Linked DNA regions of Gossypium hirsutum: region 2 is linked to region 1. A link is a contact called in public Hi-C data. All regions are on one chromosome and are shown on one strand. The core of a region is the stretch at or near the end of the contact, and the rest is flanking DNA. Distances in the headings are between cores, read along the strand shown.

What was found. Hi-C and Micro-C count contacts between places; a contact is called where the count stands out from the background.
Region 2: a contact with region 1 is called in a Hi-C map of petal, with 4 times the contacts expected there. The contact joins the promoter of LOC107915728 here to the enhancer-like site in region 1. A contact is called at or near these places in 17 of 34 Hi-C or Micro-C datasets (anther, callus, hypocotyl and 3 more).

The regions. Positions count from the first base shown.
Region 1 is chrD10:58,591,731-58,597,099 of Gossypium_hirsutum_v2.1, forward strand. It overlaps the pseudogene LOC107915732. Among protein-coding and RNA genes, the nearest start is that of LOC107915731, 7.9 kb to the right of the region's middle. Within about 2 kb of position 3,206, at least 2 of the 9 cell types and tissues checked have an H3K27ac peak or open chromatin away from gene starts, as enhancers often do.
Region 2 is chrD10:58,723,881-58,729,249 of Gossypium_hirsutum_v2.1, forward strand. It overlaps LOC107915728 (proteinaceous RNase P 1, chloroplastic/mitochondrial), which reads right to left and starts at 2,568. Exons shown (of 6, transcript XM_016844864.2): 1 at 946-2,568; 2 at 1-30. The coding sequence starts at 2,124.

The DNA.
Region 1 (5,369 bases), core at 1,956-4,455:
TTCCTCTTGCCATTTCAATTTGATGTGACAATTTTAATATCGGCATTATAGAAAGGACGAAATGCAATCTTAAGTCATTCTTATGCAAAACATGTGCAATCCCTTCAAACTACGACATGGAGCAATTTTTAGAATCACAAGTCGAATTTTGGTTTTGCAAGCCAATGATATTCACATGCTTTGTTCTAGAACAGCCAGATATATCAAATTTCACTTGATCTAACTTACACAAACATGCAGAATTTACAAAACAAAGCAGTAACGTCTCAACACCATCACAAGCAAATGAACTAGATATTTTACTCATCAACGTTTTATCACACAAAAGAATCAGCAAATTCAAATTGTCATCACATACAAGCAGATTTGACGTGTGATATGCCAACCTTTTATCACAAAAAACCAAATTTTGTTCGGACTCACCTGGACTTACTTCTTGATCAATCTTGACAATGTTAGGCTCATGAGCAGAAAGATATTTCGCATTACTATGTAAAATACATTCATCAACAATCAAATTATGATTTCCAATCAAATCAAGATGAAAAACTCTCTCACAAACTAAGTCTTTGGTAATCTTGTCATCAAGAATCAAGTAAGATTGGGAAGACTCAAATACAGTAGAACCCTTACATGGCTTACCTTTAAGCACTTGTGGACTAGGGTCATCTACGATCTTACCTTTCTCGACTAATCGAAATCGTCTCTCCTCAGAAAAGTATTGAAGTTGAAATTGATCAATGAGATTTCGAGAAACCTAAAAAGTAGAAACAATACAAGGAAAACTCATAGGATGGTTAGTAAAAACACTCATTGCTTGTTCACTTTCATCCTTTTCGCTTATTTCTTTTTCCAACTCATTTTCAAATCCTCTTTCTTTTACCATATCACTCATTTCTTTTGCACTCTCGTTTCTTTCTTCAATCTCACTCTCTTTTTCAGTTTTCTTTTCTTTTTCACACTCGTTTTTATTCTCAATCTCATTTTCAATTTTCTTTTCTATCTCACACTCATCTTCTTTTTCTTTCATTTCTTTTTCTTTTTCATTTTCTCACTCGCACTCTTTTTCTTTTTCTTTTTCACATGCTATTTCGATTTCATTACAAAAGTAGAAATCATCAAAATAAGAAGCCTTTTGTTGAGAATAAGAAAAGGGTTCTTCATACAAATGACAATCATCTCTTTGTGATAGATCTCCCGTAGCCGAGTACATTGACACTCTTGTAACACGTTTGCCTCTTTGTAAATAATCCTCCGTAGATAAAAAAATTGATGCACTTGTAGAGACATGTCTACCTTTTCGTTTATCATCTCGGAAGGACTCATACTCGGAGTTTGCTTCTCTTGGTCTCGAACGCTTTGTTGAATAGGAGTCTTGATAAGAGTCTCTTGTCGAGTAGTATCGTCGTGATGATCTTGTCTTCGTCTCTTGACCCGGTGAATTTGGCTTCCGTCGGACTCTTTCCTCCACTCGATCCAATCTATCATGCAACTTATCAAATTTTGATTTCACCATTCTACGCATATCTTGCATCAAATATTGGAAATCTATTTCGGAAAATTCTTCTTGAGACATGATTATACACTAAAAGAAGAAATGTTAAAAAAATAATAACAGAAAATTAGATACCTCACCACAAAATCCTCACCAATTCTCTCGAAAAGGAAATAATGATTTTCACTCGCACTCGTGTTTACACTCAATTTTTGCCTTTTTCTTTTGATGTAATTCACTCGTGCCTTTTTCCACTCAATTTTCGCCTCTCGAAGTTCTCCGCAAACTAGGTCGACGAATCAATACCGTTTAGCGTCGGCTTACAAAATTGATTTGGCTTGGTGGGTAATGATGTCGGAAATGGTAGGCTATCAAACAAAATAGAAATGGTTAAGTGTGACTAGAAATAATTTGAATACTACGGCAACAACTTCACCTTCACAATTCGACAATAATGAATTTTGTCACACTTGTTTTTTTTTAATAATTTCGAATTTTTTTTCTCTTTTTTTTGTTTTTCAATACTGAATACAACAAGGAAAAATGAATTGAATACAAACTTTTTTTTTGAATTTTTTTTCGATTTTTTTACAATACCGTAATACCGAAGACGACGATTCTTACTCTGATTCAGCTAGCTCTGATACCAAATGATACGCCTCGGCCTCGTTGATTAATTCGAGTCGTTGATGTGCCCGATCGTAAATTGGAGTAATGTTGATATTTGTCGAAGATAGGTTAGAAGAAAAGGATTATTTAGGCTCAAAAGAGTTTTGTTGGTTTAGGACATGAAACAAAAGTCAATGGATGCAATTTGGCTAAGGATTCAAAAGCCGAACTAACACAATGGTAGTGTGTTAACCCGTAACTTATGAGAATGCTTAGGTTGGTAAGGTGTTGATGGAAGGTTTGTAAAGTGGATAGAAACTTCGACCCGCTATCAAAGATGATAGGAACCTCAGTATATGAATCGAACGCCACACTTTTGGGATTAAAGTGATAAGTTCGGGTAGAAAGACGGGTTGACTCCACAAGGGTTACTTGATAAGTCAGATGAGTCTTTGGAGAACAATGAGAGTTGAAAACAAACTCACAAAGTAATCAGATTTCATATAAGTTTCAAAAGTATATTGTCTAAACCCCAAAACAATTACAAAGCAAACTATTTATAGCTAAAAACTAAGCTAGCCGAACAGCCACTTGCATCCTTAAGAACTAAGCAAATGAATCTATTTAATTAGGCTAACAAATTCAGCTAATTAGGAGCTTGAATTGGACAGCTTAAAAACTTAAATAAATGTACTTAAAAAGATGAATGCATCAGGAGACCAATAGTCATGTCTAGATTCGGCCACAGTCTTGAATGACTCCTTAAATTGGCATCTTTTGGCTGAATGGAGATGAGCATTAAAGGTGTTCTTTGAACAGCCAAATGAGTGTGAAAAGTCATCCTTGAAGAGTCTTCTAGGTGTGGACACGTTCAGCTGAATGGTCTTTGGTGTGAACACCAAATGTGAACGGTATGATGCTGTTTTGGGAAATGGATCAGCCAAACTTGGAAAATTCATGGGGCTGCTGTTCCTTGGCCGAATGGTCGCTTGGAAGAAAGAAAACAGCAGCTCAATCCTTTTAATTACCGTTCATGCATGGATCAATCAAAGATGAATTTAACACATTAAATTCGGTAGCAGCTTCTTTCTTCCCAGTAGAGTTGGCATGTTATTGCTCTACACACCAGCTTTCCTTGTCGGTGTTGCTTCCTTTTGGCTTTACCCAGCTGATGACTCTAGCTTTCTTTTCCTCAAATCTGCCGTTACCATCCATTTCTTTAAGAGACTTTTTGAGGTATCTTTACTCTTTTTTCTCTTTTGCGGATACAATTTTTTTTTATCTTACGATGAATGTTCATAAAGTAAATTTATTGATTAAACATTGCAGGTGATTTTCATTCATAAATACAGTGGAGAGATGTCTCTAGACACAATAATAATTATACTTGTCAGCTATTTCTTTGTCAGTTTAAGCCTGATTTACACACAAACTTTCAATCAAGGACTCTCAGAGCCGTCCATTGATTTGAAGTACCTTGGAATTGTGTTGTTTTTAATAGGAATTAGTGGCAATTTCTACCACCATTACCTTCTGTCCAAGCTAAGAACAAAGGGTGAGAAAGAGTACAAGATCCCCAAAGGTGGTTTGTTTGAGTTGGTGATTTGCCCTCACTATCTGTTTGAGATTTTAGAGTTTTTGGGAATTAGTTTAATTTCTCAAACATTGTACTCATTTTCAGTCACTCTAGGCTCTGCATTGTACTTGATGTGTAGGAGTTATGTCACTAGGAAATGGTACGTGTCTAAGTTTGAAGATTTCCCCAAGGAAGTCAAAGCTTTTATTCCATTTGTTTTTTAATGCATGGATGAAGGCTTCAATATACACCCACCGATTATATACTCTTCATTAGGGAATGGAGATTTGACAAGAAAATATAGTCTCCAATTAACCACTTTTATGTTATGATTATAATTGTGTTTTATCATGGCTTCAATACATGTTATTAGACCATATATGTAATTATCTAAAAATGGGAAATTTCAAATGATAAGCATGTGAATCCTTTCATTGTTGCTTCTGAAATTCACAAAATTGTTGAGCTGGGCCTAAATGAAAGGAATATGTGGTTATGAAAAGGGCTGCCGACTACTTGCTAAGAAAATGTGGGTCCGAATCTACAACTAATGTGACTTTGGTAAAAAAAGGCAAGTATGGAATCAATGTTCACTACTTTTAAGCAAACTAGTTTGGTTTTATTTCGAGTAAGAGAAGTTTGTTTTTCGAGTTTTCACTATAAATTCTATTTATATGGATTTTGATTGCCAACTCATACATATTAGTTCCAGTTGCATTTTATTCAAATTGAGAGAATAACCAAAACAATTCGACTTTATTTTTTTGTTTCCGAAGTAACTCTCATCAACTAGTACTATTTTGATATGAACTTTTAGAAGGAATTCATCAAATTTCTTCCATCTAAAATCACCCTCTTTATATGATCGCCTATACGGATCTACTAGATATATTTCATGAATAATTCAATTGTCATATTTAATCAAAATGAAAACGTTTAAGTGTTTTGGGCCAGTGGGCCTCTTTTTTATTTGGGCTTGAATGTTTTTTTGTTTTGGTCTGTAATTTATTTTTTTGCTTATTTGTAAATTGAGCCCGAGAGAAATTAGGCCCTTACAATGAGTTATTAAATACATTGAAATTTTGTAGAAAGATTGGCTTTTGTACCAAAATCATATATATGAGTTATCATTATTAAAATGATATCATAAAAAAATATCTCAACTCCATGATTTTTTGGATAATCATCTAATTTATCAATATAATTATATATTTATTATGTATTAAACGTATTCATGGATCGGATAGATTAAATTCGGGTTGGGCCTAATCATGATATTAATATATTTTATATTTATCCAAGCTCGACCCAATCCGAAATATGAGCCTAAAATCTTATCCAAATCCGCCCATATTTGCAAAAGACTAACCAAAATCTATTTAGGTTTGGGTAAAAATATTAGGCTCGAAAAATAGATTTGGGCAAAAAAAGGCCCATGTAAAATATGGGTCGAGCTCGTGCTTAAACATTCAAGACTCAAGCCTAGCTCGGCCTAGCCCATTTTTAAGTTTTTAATACTTTATATTATGTTATTTTAAATATGTAATTTAGAACACATAAAAAAATAAACATATACTAAATATATAATGCTACTCTAATGTAAACACTAAAATAATGTTAAAGATAACTATATAAAAAAAATTAATAAATAAAAAGTGTATAAAATTATTAAATATTAAAATGATATAA
Region 2 (5,369 bases), core at 1,318-3,817, 130 kb after region 1:
ATCAAATGGTCCATGCTGCTGCAACCACTCCTGGATCAGTGCACTTTCTAATCAGTTATGTTATCATTGAGAACCACTTGATGTAAATATGAATCACTTGCCAAAAGCATACAGAAGTATGCAATGGCATCAGAAAAAGGTAAGTCGCATCAGAAAACCAGAGGAAACTCACTAATAAGTTATGCTATATGTAGCAAGCTGAGGACTAAAAATGAAACGCGATCACCTCTAAATGTTATTAGATTTGTTCACAACATTACAAAACTGGCATGCCAAATTTTGAAACAATTCTGGTTTTTCCAGTACAGAACAGAAAATTACAGCTTTACATTCATGAAAAAGTGTAATATATAAAGCACTCAATCAGCTACCACAGAGGAAAAGTGACTTAGTATTGGAGAAGGGTAAGCAAGAGAAACAAGGGATGGGAGACAAAAAGACAGGCTGGGAATTGGATGAGAACAAGGGGCAAAAGGAGAGAATCAAGGATAAAATCCCTATAATAAAATCTCTTAATTAAGTTCATCATTCATCATTTACATAACACAACTGAAACTGAAGTAACATAAGCTTCTATAGCCTATAATCCCTGTTACTAATTAAATTAACAGACTAACCAGTATAAATAACCTAAAAGTCCCTTCGTTACATACATACATGCATACATACTTACATACACAAACACACACACGCGCGCACAAATCAAAAGAACACACCCAAAGGTTATGGCATGAACTTGTTCTTCTCTCCAACAGTGTTTAAAATTAACAAAAATGCACATCCCTATCCAGTAGATTTTAAATGCCAAAACTTAAAAGTTTAAATGGCATCACAGGATAAGACAACAATGCATTTGCAATACTTACAACAACTAGCAACAGAAACTCCCAATTTCTCAAAGTTGTTATATCAGAAACTAGAAAACAATAGAGTTTAAAGACTTACCTGGAACTGAACAAAATCAGCTCTAACCTCTTTACTGCATGCCAACTCAGTTAATTTAGCAGCAAAATTCTCCGTCTCTTTTGGATCAATATCAATACAAACAAGCTTCTCACCACAGGAACGACACACACCATTCTCAGTCATTTCAGTCCTCACCACCCTCCATCTCCCACTTCCAAGCCACCCTAGCCCATGCCACCCTCCTCCTCCTCCTATAACTGCTTCCTTTATCTGCTTCACATCCCATTTTTCAGCCCCAACACTTGCAGCATCCTTTGATTTAAACCAATCCTCAACAACTTGAAGGGTTGATTCCGAGACTTGCCTCACTGAGGCTCGCAATCTTTGCAACATCTCATACACCTTGTCGGCCTTCTTCGTATTGATGCTAACTTTCAGAAGAGCTGAGAGCTCAGGCTCCTCAGGCGTCACCCCTGATTCAAACATATAAGCATCCACTTCATATGCTTTCTCTGCATTCCCTTTCTCGCAGAATCCAAGCAAAGCCGGCCCGTATGACCTTAGTCTCGGCGGGATTCCAAGACTCTTCATCTGCTTCACCAATTCAAAAGCCATATCCGGGTCTTCCCTTGCTACTGCCAACCTTGCCATGCTTGTAAAAGTAGTCTCATTGGGAGAAACTTCATCTCCAACCATTTTCTGAAAAATCTCAAAACCCCTCTTCAGTCCTAATTCCTTCAACTCATTCAACTGACTCCCATCTCCACTCGCTTCACGAGCACACAAATAAAGCAACATATTGTAATGGTGCAGATTCAGACTAACCCCGTTACTGATGCTTTCATCATACAAACGAAGCGCTTCCTCAAGTTTGCCGTGCTTCGAGCACATATCAAGCTTAATTTTAAGCAGAAACTCAGGTGATTCCATTCGTGCTTTCTTCTTTGCTTTGTTGGTCATTTCATTAGTTCTACTACTACTACTAGACGCATTCAAGCCTGATTTCTTAGCAGTAGCAACCGCAGATAAGTTTCTTGTTTTATCAACAGCAAAGAAATTTACATTAACGTTCGCAATACTAACAGGTTTGGCAAATGAATTACAATGGCCAGCCTCAAAGATGCGAAAAGCGCGCCGGAAACCACGCCGATAAAGTAAAGAAAATGGGATTTTATTAAACATTGAGAGTGAAGGGCCAAAAGGGTTTACCTTTAACATCACTTTTTGTTTTCAAAAATGACAAATTTATAGAAGGAGGAACGAAGTGAATGACACAAAAAACTATTATAGCGCGAACACCATTGCGTTTTGGTGGTCTACATGGATGCCTGTAAACTGTTCGATGAAATAATTGAAAAGGAGAAAAAAAATGGTCGGGCTGGCACCAAGCGTGCCAGAAGTAGTATATTTACAGGGCAAGAAAAAGCGAAACTCTAGGAATTTGAGAGGGATAAGGTGATGAAGACAAATACGCTGGCTACAATCGGCGGTAGGTGGCTGAAGGTGGCGGCCGGAGGAAGTTAGGATTCTCGGGTGGAGAGAGGCGTCTAGAGGGTGAATTTAGAGGGAAGAAGAAGAAGAAAGAAGCAAGCTAGGATAAGCTTTTACAAGCCCATTATCCGGCCATTGTCACAGAAAAATAATTGTTGCCTAGCTTTAGACAAGATAAAATATAATTTGATTTATACAATTCCATTAAAAAGTACCTCTTTTATTAAAAATTAATAAATTATTAAAATCTACTTTTATTAAAAATTTCATTTATCGACATTACTGAGAAAATAACAATATAGATGTTCCTGTATTTTTATGTCTTATGTAGGTTTAGATAGGGATTATTCTTATGTGTTTAATGTAGATTGCCAATTACTTTATTTATAAATTTATTTAATAAAAGTTTTTTAATAGAATCAAAATTCTAGTAAATTTTTATTTAATTATTTTAGTAAAATTAAAACACTTATTTATATATGTGATAAATCTTATAAATAATAAAATATATATTTAAAATGAAAAAAATGTGATATTGGTCCATTAGTTTTTAAATAAATATTTTTAATTATTGTATTTAGAGTAAAGTAATAATTGTTATTCAAATTGGTGAACATAGTTAAAATATGTCAACTTATTTAACAATTTAAATATTATTATAATAAACAAAGATTGTTAGAAAATCGAGGTTTAGGTTATTATCTTTTGATGAGCGAAGCGTTGACCGTAACGGATTTTGTGGTTGGGGCCATTATTGATGTCTCAAACTTAGGCGTTGGTTGAATCACTGAAAAAGTTAGACGACAACCAGAATTGTCGGCTGACACTAATGACCCGACTGTGGATGGGGATGGAAAGAAGGTGTTGGAGGTTGCTGTGCCGAAGGCAACTTATAAGAATATACTGATGGGATTGTCGAACTCAAATGATTCATTGCAGATGTTAGAGGATTTTGAGATTCAAGAAGGGGGTGTACGAACTAAGTTGGTCGATGGGATCCTATTGGTTATGTTCTCTAACAAGATATAAGATTTCATTGAGAGAAAGATGGCCAAAACGATCATTATTAAACTCTAGGGAAGAAAGATTGCTTTCAATGCCCTGTTGAATAGGGTCACGATGTTATGGAGAACCAAGTGCTCATTCCAACTCATAGATTTTGAAAACGATTACTACCTAGCTCGCTTTAATGATGAAGAAGACTATAACAAGGTGTTGACTAATAGGCCATGGGTGATTTTTGGGCAGTACTTGACAGTGAGGCATTGGTCACCAGATTTCTCGACGACACAGGTTGAGGTGGGCATCCAAGTTGTGTGGGTTTGTTTGTCTGGTGTTTCAAAAACCTACTATTCGAGTTTTCTCCTTAAAGTTATTGGGCAGGCCATTGGATCAATAGTCAGAATTGATGAGAATAATGATAGTGCAAAAATGGGAAAATTCGCAAGAATGGTCATTTGTGTAAACCTTTGAAAACCCTTGGCTTTTAAAGTTAGAATTAATGGACGTATACAGAGGGTAGAGTACGAATCTTTACCGAACATATGTTTCAGATGTGGGCTTTATGGTCACAGGATCGACTTATGCCTGAAGAAACGGCCTTTCAGCCCTATCGTCGATGGAATAGCCTTCTGTTAATGCGCCAGTGTTGGAAAAACAAGTTCCTCGAGATTTGTAACAAATGGTAAAAGAAAAAGATTACGAGTTGTAGATGATAGTCGAACGCTAGAAACAGCAGAAAGGGAGAAGTATGGGGATAAATCAAGTGAAAATCAAGGTGGTGTAGGTGAAGGCTCTAAATTTGATGCTCTTGGCGAGAATCAATGGTTGGTTTAAATAGGAGAGGCCAATATCATTAGGCAAATCACTTTGTGGTCGGTTCTTAAGTTCAGTAGCAAGTTGACTCATTTGATTCTTCAAATTCCTTAAAGTTGTGTCATTCTTTGCCATGTATACCTTCAATAAGTTCTCTATGCTATTGGAAGGTTTAACTTAAGTTGGTTTCTGAACTTGTTAGGTAAATACAGGTGGTTGGGTTGATCTAGGTTGTGCAAAAGTGTTATTAGGTCCAACCCCTTGGTTAATCCAAGAGAAATTCGGGTGGTTTGGCCAGGATGGGTTATTGAAATTGGATTGCAGTCATTGCCTTCCTCGGTTCTAGTTCTAGTTACCTATGTAATAAACAGATTTTGGGTTTCCTATGCATTTTTCAAACGAGTTCCATTCCCCATAATAAACACATGCTACATTTTCAAATTGATTCTGTGACTGGGCTGCAAAATTATTAAACCCATTAGTAGTAAAGTTTTTAATCATTGAGGAAATCGAAGATACCTGAGATACGAGTGAAGTGAGAGCATCCACTTTATGTATTCTTGTGACTCGTCTTGAAGCTACTTAATTGGTTGGCCATTGGTAATTGTTGTTGGCATCCTCTCAATGATTTCATAAGCCTCATTATAATACTTAAAAAGGAAAGCACCATTAGCAGAAGTGTCTACAACCATCCTCATATGAGCATTGAGACTGTTATAGAATGTCTTTAATTAGACAGAATGCGGGAATGAGGGCACTTTCATAATAGTTCTTTAAATATTTCCCATGCCTTATACAAAGACTCGTCATCCATCTGTTGGAAGGAAGTAATTTTATTCCGCTACTTAGCATTCTTGCTAGGTGGGAAATACTTCATAAGGAATCTTTCTACTAACTCTTGCCATATGGTAATGGAATCTAGTGGCAACGAGTTCAACCAAGCTTGAGCTCTGTCCCTTAGTGAATATAGGAACAACTTTAATCATAGTGCATCTTGGGGTACTCCAATTAATTTGAAAAAATTGCTCACTTCCATAAACAATCTTAAGTGAATATGAGGGTCTTCAGTAGGCATTCCACTGAATTGGCCCACTGTCTGAAGCATATAGAACATGACTAGCTTTAGCTCAAATTGTTGTGCCTCGATTCTGAGTCTC